2 separate regions of the Mus musculus genome follow, and region 2 is linked to region 1. The links are chromatin contacts, called in public HiChIP or PLAC-seq maps. All regions are on one chromosome and are shown on one strand. The core of a region is the stretch at or near the end of the contact, and the rest is flanking DNA. Distances in the headings are between cores, read along the strand shown. Region 1 overlaps Fam227b (family with sequence similarity 227, member B). Region 2 overlaps Atp8b4 (ATPase, class I, type 8B, member 4).

What was found. HiChIP or PLAC-seq counts read pairs in DNA pulled down with a chosen protein or histone mark.
Region 2: a contact with region 1 is called in an H3K27ac HiChIP or PLAC-seq map of heart atrium, with 7 read pairs. The contact joins two enhancer-like sites. A contact is called at or near these places in 8 of 484 Hi-C or Micro-C datasets (the 3T3-L1 cell line, embryonic fibroblasts, liver and 2 more), 1 of 115 datasets of contacts at active chromatin or transcription factors (heart atrium) and 1 of 9 other capture datasets (embryonic stem cells).

Annotation. Positions count from the first base shown.
Region 1 is chr2:126,060,760-126,066,696 of GRCm38.p6, reverse strand. The region is part of intron 11 of Fam227b (family with sequence similarity 227, member B); the gene reads left to right. All of the region lies in intron 2 of Fgf7 (fibroblast growth factor 7), which reads right to left. Among named protein-coding and RNA genes, the nearest start is that of Fgf7, 29 kb to the right of the region's middle. Within about 2 kb of position 1,671, at least 26 of the 459 cell types and tissues checked have an H3K27ac peak or open chromatin away from gene starts, as enhancers often do. A contact at or near this core is called in heart atrium, where this site is marked.
Region 2 is chr2:126,356,978-126,362,481 of GRCm38.p6, reverse strand. It overlaps Atp8b4 (ATPase, class I, type 8B, member 4), which reads left to right. Exons shown (of 28, transcript NM_001080944.3): 21 at 579-726; 22 at 3,531-3,714; 23 at 4,243-4,466. Among named protein-coding and RNA genes, the nearest start is that of Atp8b4, 130 kb to the left of the region's middle. Within about 2 kb of position 2,306, at least 40 of the 459 cell types and tissues checked have an H3K27ac peak or open chromatin away from gene starts, as enhancers often do. A contact at or near this core is called in heart atrium, where this site is marked.

The sequences.
Region 1 (5,937 bases), core at 422-2,921:
GGCAGGCAAACATGGCACTGGAGCAGTAGCTAAAAGCTTTTGAGACACAATGATGAGCAGAGAAAGTTAATTGGGAATGGAAAGTTAATTGGTATGGCTTTTTAAATTTTCAAAGCTTGCTCCAAGTGACAAACCTCCACCAACAAAGTCACACTTCCTAATCCTTCTAAACAATTCTACCAACTGGGGACCAAGTATTCAAGGATTCTATGGAGCCATCCTCATTCAAACCACCACAACTCTCTCTCTCTCTCTCTCTCTCTCTCTCTCTCTCTCTCTCTCTCTCTCTCTCTCCTGTTCTCTCATCCTGTTTGCTCAGCTCCCTTTAAGCCATTGTCTCACTATATCCTACCCACCCCTCCTTTGAAAGCCATAGAGTGGAAGTCACATTCTTCATAGCTGTGATGTCAGCTGCATAAAAGGCTGCCGGCACTGTTTACCAATGCCTGGCATTATACATGAGTCCGTTCTGTAATATGTATAGGCACAGAAGTAAGTTGCAAGTTTCTTTGAAATAAGCTATCTTCTGGAATAGAAGACCTGCATTTACCTGGAGTAGCAAAGGAGATTGACCAAGCCCTGAGGAAATGGGTCTTTAACTCTAGAACTGGCAATGGGAACCTCTGAGGATAAGAACACCTTGAAGAAATCCATCAAGATGAACATTGGAATCAGGAAAAGTAGACTAAAAGAAAGGTGACTATGTTAAATGAAAGAAATGGATGAAGAGCCCAGAGGAATGTCTGTGGTCCACGTGTGTGTCGGCTGTCTATGCTGGGCCTTCACATAGTACTCTTTGGGATAGGCAATATTTAGAAAATGGAAAACTGAAAGCAAAACATCATATAACAAACAATGGAGCCTCACCCTAGATTTTTGAATCCCACACAAAGACCACACAACTCTGGCTTCTAATATATCTCCACTCAGGCCAAAGCATCATACTGCCAAGACAGAGAAACTGTACAAGTTGTGAAAGCGCCAGGGGATGGGGGATTCAGGTTGTTGAATCATTATATACACGACTGGTATCAAGAGTCCTATTTTGTTAGACTTTAATGAATACAATGTGTGGGTTAAAATATTTGTTTTATGACTTGGCTGTTGCTTGGACATTTTTGGAATTTGCTAGTACTCCCACCTCAGATGTTTAGTACTGATCGCTTAGACTGTGAGGAAATGTCAGGCTACAAGGAGGAAAACCAAAAGAGTCCCTGCACTGCAGATTTAGACTATGAGATGATTTCAGTACATGCATTCCAGACTCTGCATGGTCAGAGGTCATATTTAGACACTAGATATACACAACAAAGACTGAAATCAATTATTACATTCCACTAAATCAAGCCTTACCCTCCATAGCATTATCCTGTGTGTCTTGACATATCTGGACCTGTGTGTGTGTGTTAAGTGTGCAATTCATTGCTATCTAGAGGCACTGAGTTTGAGGGTCATAAGGCTTCAGCAAGGATCAGAGGAAAGATACCACTTGTGAGAGTCCAGGGCCAGCCTCACCAATGACACATGATGCTCTGGCTGTATTTTCTTTTCACTGGAGGCCACCAGCAAACACGAAGTCTCTTCTTGGTAAAGACAGATGAGAATGCAGTGTTGGGGAGGAGAGTGACAGCTGGGGAAATTGTATTGAGGGGCTGAGAATGTGGCCCCAGGGGTAGGATGTTTGCTTAGCATTCCCTGGGCCTGAGGTTCACTCTCCAAAAATAACACTGCAGTGGATAAGCCAGTAAGAATTTAACAATGGCCTCTCCAGAAGAAAAGAAGAGGTTCTGACTTGTAGTTCTTTCCCTATTTCATCAGTTTCCAGCGTTTAAATAGTCCTGCCATGGCCAGTTTTAGGTCCATATTGAGCTCCCAGCATGGCATGAGGAAGACCTGAGGAAGAAGTTTGAAAGGCTGCACACTGTTAGCTCCCAGGAGTCAGGAAAGCCCTACTAGCTTAGTACCACGTCTTCCCTGCACAGTTCATGCCTGGCCATAGCCCTTGAAACTCCATGAGATCATTCTCTCAAACGTAATAACAACATATGGTACCATACCAAAATAATTATAATTATCACCCAGACCATATGGTTACATAAGAGTAAAATTCACAAAGGCCTAGAAGAGGACCCTGAGATTTATGAAAGAGTTTTCTTTACAGATAGGGAAGGAAGGACACTTATCACCATACCAAGGGAAGCTCATTTATCACGCTCACTCTTAGTTAACAGTGGTAACAGCACACAGCACTACTGGAGTGTGTCACGTGGAGGAGGGCTTCAGAAAAGTCCTGCTGGCTCCATAATTACAGTGATCTGCTGAGATAGCCTTCAAGTTTGCTGCAGGCAAAGGGTGGTTGTGCTGTCTACCTAAGGGTTCCTAGTGGGGACAGTCCATGCTTAGACTAGGGCAGTGAGGCATGAGTGGGTGGGTGGGTAGGGGAGCACCCTCATAGAAGTAGGGGGAGGGAGTGGGAGAAGGAGCTTGTGGAGGGGAAACCAAGAAGGTGGATAACATTTGAAATGTAAATAAATAAAAGAACCATTAAAAAATTAAAATTAAAGAAGTGATCAAATATGTTCAAATATCTGTCTCAGCCACTTATACACTTTGAAATTTTCCAGGAGAGATATCCTACAATTTTTATATTCACATCACCAAGAAGAAAAAGTGGGGAAGGAAGAGGAGGAAAGAAGAGGATAAAAAGAAAGACACGACTGAATATTAACTATGTAGCAGTAGACTTTTAAAACTAGAAATAGGGACAGCGAAGTGCCTCAGAAGGTAAAGATGGTTGCTAGGGATGAGAATCTGAGCTGTGTGTGCTGGCCCAACATGGTGGGAGGACGGAGCTGTCTACTACAAGTTCTGATTTTTGCACCCATGCAACACACACTGCAATACACACACGTACACACACACATATACATACTTACATACATACATACATACATACATACATACAAAGTCTCACACATACATACATACTCTCCACATGGCACATATATTCACACATACATTTATATACATACATATACAGATACACTCATACACATTATACACATATACACTTACATACACATACACAATAGAAAAGGTAAAATAATTAAGTAGAAATTAAAGACAAAATGCTTGTGCAAGGGGGAAGTACTTTGACATTATCTGCAACTCATACGTTTTTCAGTTGTTAAAGGATAATTTCAGAAAGCCAAGATTTTGGGAACATGAAAACTGTCCACAGCTGCAACTAATCCCATTGCTTTTATGAAGCTTTATCAGAAAGTGAGTTTTATGTTTTATTTTCTCGTGTATTACATTTTTATTTGTATGAAAGTCAGAAACTATGAGAACATAAAGTTCACTGTGATTTCTATAAAGACAAGAGCTTGGCGGTGGTCAGCAGCGGGGTTTAGTCATCCTGCTTTTACAGAGCCTCTCCAGTGGGCATTAGCTTAAAACGCATGAGGTGTGTTGTCTTAAATTGGGAAAGAAGGAACGGGAAAATCTTGGATGAAAATAATCCAAATACAACTGAAGCCTTTAAATGATAATTAATTAGGAACACAATTACTGTGCTAGAAGTGAATGTTTGTGAGTTTCAGTGACCTTTAAAGATGACTCGGTGCCAAGTAATAGCTTAGTCATGGATTATGACCGTTTAAATGGACTATTTTTTTCTTGGTTCTTTTCCCCCAGAGAATATGTAGCTGATGTTAGTATAAGTACCTCGACTTACTCAGCTTACCAAGCTGAAGTCTCACCTTAGAACCAAGCTCTCAGACTCTTTACGTGTTTTATCTGACTCGAGCAGCCAGCAGCACTATAGCCATTAAGTAAGTTAGGGAAAGGGGGGTGTCAATTAAGAAAGCACTTCCCAGCCCAAGATAAATAATATCAACAGGGGCATAAAACACTACTTCTCAACATTAGGACAAAAGTTACAATATTTTGTTACATTTTACTACGAACCTATTATGAACCTTTCCAAAAACACATCGTTTAGTGGACAGCTACAAAAACTCCCGTGTTTCCTTAACGTAATTCATCATAGCTCTGCTAATTTTAAAATAACATAATAAACACAAGGCTGATTTGTGGGCCTGTCTCTCAATGCTGGATTAATAGATGCTGGGTAGCTACTGCTGTTGGCACAGTGGTCTTACTTCAGTGAATCTCCAAGAAACCTGCCATCATTTTAACAGACTTCATTTCCTAATCTGTACTATATCATTTCTCTCTTCTTGATACGTGGATGTGTAAAAACAGAATTCACTTGCTTGAGAAATTTAATAATATATATACGCATAAAAAGTATCTCTGTGTGTGTATTTTTAAGAAAAAAATTACTCAAGTGACTATATTTGCCAGAGTTTTGTTCTGTTAAATTTTCCTGTTTTGTTTAATTGGAACCATTATTTTCCAAACCATTAAGCTTTGAAACTGAAATTTAAAAAAAAAATTCTCATTTCTCTTCTCCCAGATGAAATTCCCACTTACCACAGATCCCACCTACTGGGTGGCACATGAGGCCCTCTCATTCCCGGTTCCATAATTAACACCATTCTTGACATCGGAGCTCTGCCCTTTTTTGGGGGCAGGGGAGGGGTTCAAGACAGGGCAGAATAGCCCTGGCTGTCCTGAAACTCATTCTGTAGACCAGGCTGGCCTCGAACTCAGAAATCCACCTGCCTCTGCCTCCCGAGTGCTGGGATTAAAGGAGTGTGCCACCACCACCCTGCGGAGCTCTGCTCTTTTTTAACCCTACTCTCTCCCCGACTCCAATCCATCCATAAAATGGCTCTGCTTTCCCTGATCCCAAGTCGGGCCTTAATATTTGGAGCCCACCTATTTGGGTACCCTAGCATATTAGTAACAATGGTTATTGACTTCTAAGCATGACTTTAAAAACTAGATTTGCCTGCTCCCTCACACCTCACATCATGATGCGATGAAACTGGCTTTTCAAGTCCACATTTCCACCTACACGATTTAAGAAGAATGTGTCATTTGAAAGATGGAATTTGACTGGGAAATCACACATGGTCCACGCCCAGCACAGGTCCCTCCTACTGTCAGTATACAGTTCACCTTTCTAACCAGGCTCGCGCTCCACATCCTGTCTTGCCCTCTTAGGAAATTCGCAAACATAGCTCCCATTCTTTTCTGCAAGAACTGGTCTCCCACTTTCCTTGGGTGTGATTCTCACGTGGGTATGCCGTTCCTTTCTCCATAGCATTTCTTTCTTGAGGAGGCAGAGACCAACAGGCTTAATTTTTGAGTCTTTTAAATGTTTTTGTATGTCTAGTTGAGTGCTTGCCCACGATAAAAATGCTGTATTTGTTTAATGCACTGGAATAGAAGATTTGAGAAATTCGACTTCCAGCATGTTATTCATGCGGCGGCAGTGCGTTTTACATTAGCCTCTCGTAACCCCGCCAAACAACTCTAATTGGCAGAGTGGGCCTGTCATGTAAGACACTCTCCAGCTGCTTGCCCTCCCGTTATTTCTTTCAGCTTCCAAATAAAACTCTTTGCTTTCTGCATCTCCCACAAAAGCATCTATTGTATTCATCAAGTACAATACAGGGATTGGAGTTATACTTTCCAGCGCAGAGGGAAATTGGGTAACATATGAAATTCTGAAGCCTTAGATCTGAAACACGTCACATTTGGTGTAAAAACTTTTAAAAAAATCAATGAAATATGTTCAACAAAAATAGAATTCCTTAATATGGAGTCTAGACTTGCTTGGATGTTTTAGAATGGCTTGCAGAGATAGCTATAAAAGGCAGGAGGGGAGAACACGTGATCACTTCAAGCCATGTGGCTACTCATTGAGCCTGGTTATTTATGTTAATGGAAATTTCTTCCAGAGTATTCCTGACACCGTCTTAAGCAACACAAGTGTCATTCTGGGGCAATGTCCAGCTCATACTG
Region 2 (5,504 bases), core at 1,057-3,556, 300 kb before region 1:
AAACAAAATGTGTTTATAAGTGGACTATTGTTTTCAGCCAGGTTATATAATGATGAGCGCATGCGCGCGCGCGCGCGCGCGCACACACACACACACACACACACACACACACACACACACACACACGTATGTACGTACGTCAGGAAGAAAGGGAGAGGGAAAAATGGAGAAAAGGAAAGAGAGAGGGAAGGAGGGGAGTGCTCTGTAATGAGAAGGTTTCATTCATCGCCTTTAGTTTTTGTTTAGCATATTGAAAAACACCGTTTTTCCAGAGAGTGGTTCTTTATACACCAAAGCTATCAAGATTCCTTGGTTAAAGCCAGTTTTTAGGTAGTGTAAAATGTTTGAGGTAGTTCTGTTTTCTCTGTGTTTAGCTGCCTAGTTCCTTGTGCTCCCCCAGCCCCTGCAGGATTGACATGCACTGCTGTCTGGCCTTCCCTCTGCTTGGTGGCCTAATACCTGGGCCTTACGCTGAAGAGTGGTAGCATGAGTTCATTTCCAGGCCGGCCTCTTGGTTCAGTTATAGACAAGCTCTGTGTGCTTTGTTATGCCTTTTTTTAATTCTCTTATTCTTTAAGGAAAGCAAAGGAAAATTTGCTTGGACAAAGCACGAGTTTTTCCAATGGACATGCAGTTTATGACAACAAGCAGCGGTTGGGGTTGGACGCGGGTGCAGGAGAGGCTGTGACAGGAGAATATGCCTTAGTCATAAATGGCCACAGTTTGGTGAGTTTGCCCGAGGCTGTTCTTCTCTTTTTCTTTACTCCAGCAATCATCTCTTTTGTGCTGCCTTAATGAGAGTCTCCTTTGTGTTTTTCAAACAAATGTCACTACAAGAGATAGGGCGTGCACAGGATTTCCTGTTTGCAGAAGGAAAGACTTCCAGTGTGCCTTTCAGACATCATTGTTTGAAGGATCGCACTGGATGTGAGGCTCTGGAGAAACAGTTCGCAGGGAGTCTATGAGTTCTGCCTAAACGGTTACTTCCGTTGCTTCGCAGAACGGTTTAAACGCTTTTGGAAGACGGTGGGGGATGGCGCAGATCAGTTTTTCAGTTACCGTTCTTGCGAAGGTTTGTGATTTGCGAGTCATAACCTGACCTTCACAGAATTACCACGCCAAATCATTGCCATTAAGATACCTCTGGTGGTTTTTCTAAATAGCAACGTTCTGCAGCAAAGCCAAACGATTTGATTTCATTAGGAAATCTGGCTCTTGTCATAATAGAATAAACTTGCATTGTACTTCTAACGCAGTTCAGGTTCCAAGCCCCAAACAAAACTCAACCGCTCCTCCTGAGTCTCTAATTAGAATACAAAAGCCCCGACTGCAGTCTCGTGAAATTATCATTTCTATGTACAAAGAACTTAATCTCACATCTTTCTTTGGCTTTGGTGCTCATTTTTCACTTTGGAGTTTGGAAAAAATGAACGTTTGTTCTTGAAGGCAGTTTCTTAGTGGACAAAAGAAGTTGGAGCTGAGTCTATTAGATTCCCCCTTGTGACCGTCCGCCTGTTAGCTCCTAGCTCTCTAAGCACTATCCAGCTGGATCCCAGACGCAGCAGAGTGCTGCTTCCACACCGTGGAAAGTTACAGAGCTCAGCTGCAGGCCAAGCTCAGTCAAAAACTGGTCCAGATGACATGAACTTTTCCCTTGCACAGATGAACACCAACTGAAAGTTATGTCTGTCTGCTGAGATCTGGAGTTGAGTGGCCTGGGCAGCTCGGTAGGACAGGATCCCTCCTGTATTATGCTTTTGACAGGCCCCTGGGCTTGAGGAAGCAGTGTTTGTAGGGCATGGGCTTTCTGGTGATAGTCACCTAGCCTGTCTTTTCCTCTGTTGAAAGAAGGCTCTAAGCTGGAAGCTCTTCAGGAGCCCTGTTTGCTTCAAAGCCCTGTGCTCATGAAACCATGAGATGTCCTTCTTCAGTTAGGGAGAATTGTCTGTATTTTTGCTAGTACAGTCAGGTTTTGTTTGCTTTCTTTTTAAATCATAGCTCCAGTTCTCTCAAATTCTGAAGCTTTTCTGAATGTATCCAGGTCTGTCTTCATCAAAACCCAAGTCTACGTTTAACTTGTTGATAATAAAGAAAAATGAGCAGAGGCAAAAGGGGCCATTCTGAGCAAAAGAGCCAGTTATATGCCTTGTCTTTCAGAACATGTGGTATATTTGAGAATGATGGTCCACAGTTTTCTGAGGCATATAGACTTTGATATAGAATTTTTCTGCACCAGAGTCACAGCTTTGGCCTCATTTACCCACCCATTGCCTCATACCATTTTCATTGTTTACACAGACTGGCCAGGTCACAGTGCTAGAGAGTGGCCGAGAACTCAGACATGATTGGAGCATAGTCCTTGTTTGGGAGATCACAGTATAGTTCTGATAGAAGTATGACAGATACTGCAAAAGAGGCATTAATGCAATGCCTTTAGAGCACAGAAATAGGCACGTTTAATTATTTGTTTAAAAAATAAACAGAGGAGACTTTCTGGCAGAGCGGATGTTATTGAGTAAAAATGCTAGCAAATACAAAGATATAAAGGCAGTCTTTTAAGTAGCAATGCAGCCTGATGGGAATTATAAGAGGACCTAAAGGTGCTACCGAACAGAGCCCCTGAAGATATGCGGGCCAAACTGGAGTGGGCTGCGAGTGTCTCACTAAGGGTTCACTCTAAATAGCTGTTACTCAACAGCAGACTCATGTTTTCTCTGAATGTGTCTAACATAGAGTACAACGTGAGATGTTTCTAGAAATGTAATTGTCCAAAAAAGTTAATTGGAGAGAATCATGTTCTCTTTTCAGTAATTGCTGAGGGTATAGAAAGGCTCTTGGTATGTGGAACAAGGGTAGGAATTGGTTGGGGAATCCTGACTGAGGCCCAAGTTGCCTGTCTCCCTCCTATTCAGGCTCCTGATTTCAGCCACAGTGTTTTGCTAGGGACAGCCTCTGCTCAGGTCCTTTTCATCTTGCCTATGCGTTGGCAGTCACAAACACTAAGTCTACAAAACAGTGCAAAGGACACTAGCAGTGTGCCATGTAGAAATCACCATGGTTGGCAGTTCATATCAGCAGGTTCTAGCTGTTGCTTCTATTGATTTTCAGTAGTTCCTAGTAGAACTTTATAGTAATATATATATTTTTTTAGACAGGGTTTCTCTGTATAGCCCTGGCTATCCTGGAACTCATTTTGTAGACCAGGCTGGCCTTGAACTCAGAAATCTGCCTGCCTCTGCCTCCCAAGTGCTCGGATTAAAGGCGTGCGCCACCACTGCCCAGTACATAGCAAGATCTTGCCAAGATGGCATGGTAACATATCAAGGAGGCACACTGAGGACATAGCTCTTATTTTTATGTTAAATTCCCTTGAAACTTGCCAACAGCTCAGTATTCATGTCTTGTTACTGATTCTGTAACCCTGAATTGATCAAGTAATGAAATGGTTCTGAAATGAAGTCAGTCAAGAACCATGCTATTTGCTTTGTAATTTACAATCGTCATGTGTTCTGTTTGCTTTGATGACACAGGCCCATGCCCTTGAAAGTGATGTCGAGAACGATCTTTTGGAGCTCGCCTGTGTGTGTAAGACTGTGGTTTGCTGCAGAGTCACCCCACTCCAGAAAGCCCAAGTAGTAGAGTTGGTAAAAAAGCACAGAAATGCTGTGACTTTGGCCATTGGTGATGGGGCCAACGATGTCAGCATGATTAAAAGTAAGAGGGTATTTTCTCAATGAGACATACTGCACGCATGGAGTCCTGCTTCAGCCTGTGATGCAATGTAATAGCAATGTTCATTCGTTTAATTTTACCATGGTTCTTATAAAAATTATACTTTCTGGGCAGCACTTACATAACTACTAGTACCTCTAAGGCATTTCTCTTCAGTTAAAACACCTGCATATTTCTTAGTTTAGAAAAGGGCATTGCTTGCCTTCTACAGTTTGAGAGGGAGAGACCACTCAGGGCAGGTAAAAGCAGCCAGCGCTTCGTTCCTAGCAGCTGGGGTTGGTTCCATCTTTGATATTTACAAGTGTAAAGTGCAAATTTCCAACCTTTACCCAGCCCAGTTTTCTCTTAGATAAAACTAGGATCAATACTTAACCATGTGACTAGTTCAGGATATATGTGAAAAACCATAATAATTATTATAGTTATACAGTTACAAAAAATGGCTAACATAAAAGAGGAATAAGTTTCTTAAAGATGCTGCAACTCTTTCTCATCTTCTTTTCCCTCTAGGTGCCCACATTGGCATTGGCATCAGTGGTCAGGAAGGACTGCAAGCAGTCTTAGCCAGTGACTATGCATTGGCTCAGTTTAGATATCTCCAACGACTGCTTCTTGTTCATGGAAGGTGGTCCTACTACAGGATGTGCAAGTTCTTATGCTATTTCTTCTACAAGAACTTTGCGTTCACCCTTGTGCACTTCTGGTTTGCCTTCTTCTGTGGCTTCTCGGCACAGGTAAGTAAAGTGCACCCTTATAATTCCTCCCATGAATGGCTCCCACTCTCCAGACTGTCTTACTGATAAAGAAAAGATACTTCTATGCCTGATCCAAGACAGTATAACCATTCGGTGATTTGAGTGCTGATGAGCTTTGAATCCAACCCACATAAAAATAGCTGGAATTTTTCTTATGTATAGAGTAACTAATTACAGTATCTTGCATATCTTTTAGCTTTTTATGAAATGTGTTGGTTTGATAACAGATAAGCCTTATGAAGAATTTTTAATATATATTTGTATTCTTTAAAAATCTCACACAGTCATAGTACACCCACCTCATTTGCAATTCCTTCCAGATCTGTTTCCTCTCCACCTCCCAAATTTATGTCTTAAAACCTTATCACTTGCCAAATCCAATTTGTGCTGCCCATAAACTTGTGGATGTAGGGCCATTCATTGGTACATGGTCAACCTACCGGGGCTCACAGACTTAAAGAAAACTGAGTTTCTCTCCACTTGTCAGTCATCAACCTCTAAAAGCTCCTTAGCCAAGCCGATGGGTGGGTCATGAGCACCTCTCCTGTATAGGCTAGAGTGGTGCCTGGCCTGATCTTTGCAGGCCTCATGCAGGCAACCACAGTCCCTGTGTGTTCATTAGTGCAGGGCCTTGTGTCCTGAGGAGACCGGTTTCTCACTGGCATCTTCCTCCTTTGTTCTGATCTCTGGCTCCTATGGTCTTTCTGTCCCTTCTTCCTCTGTAGTTCCTCAGGGAGATGAGGCGTGCAATAGATGCCCTATTTATGGCCATGCACTCTGCAGACACTCTACATTTCGATCAGTTGTGAGTTTCTGTATTAAGTGTCATCCACTGCACAGAGAAACTTTTTTGATGTGTTTTAAAAGCTACACTACCTGATGGGTACAGAGATAGGAATTTAGAGGGTAGTATGATATTTTACACCAAGGAGAAGTGGTTGGTGGTCAGACATTGGAGCCATTTTGATATCACTCTGGCCAGTTGACATTCACCTGTGGAGAATGCTGATATCATTG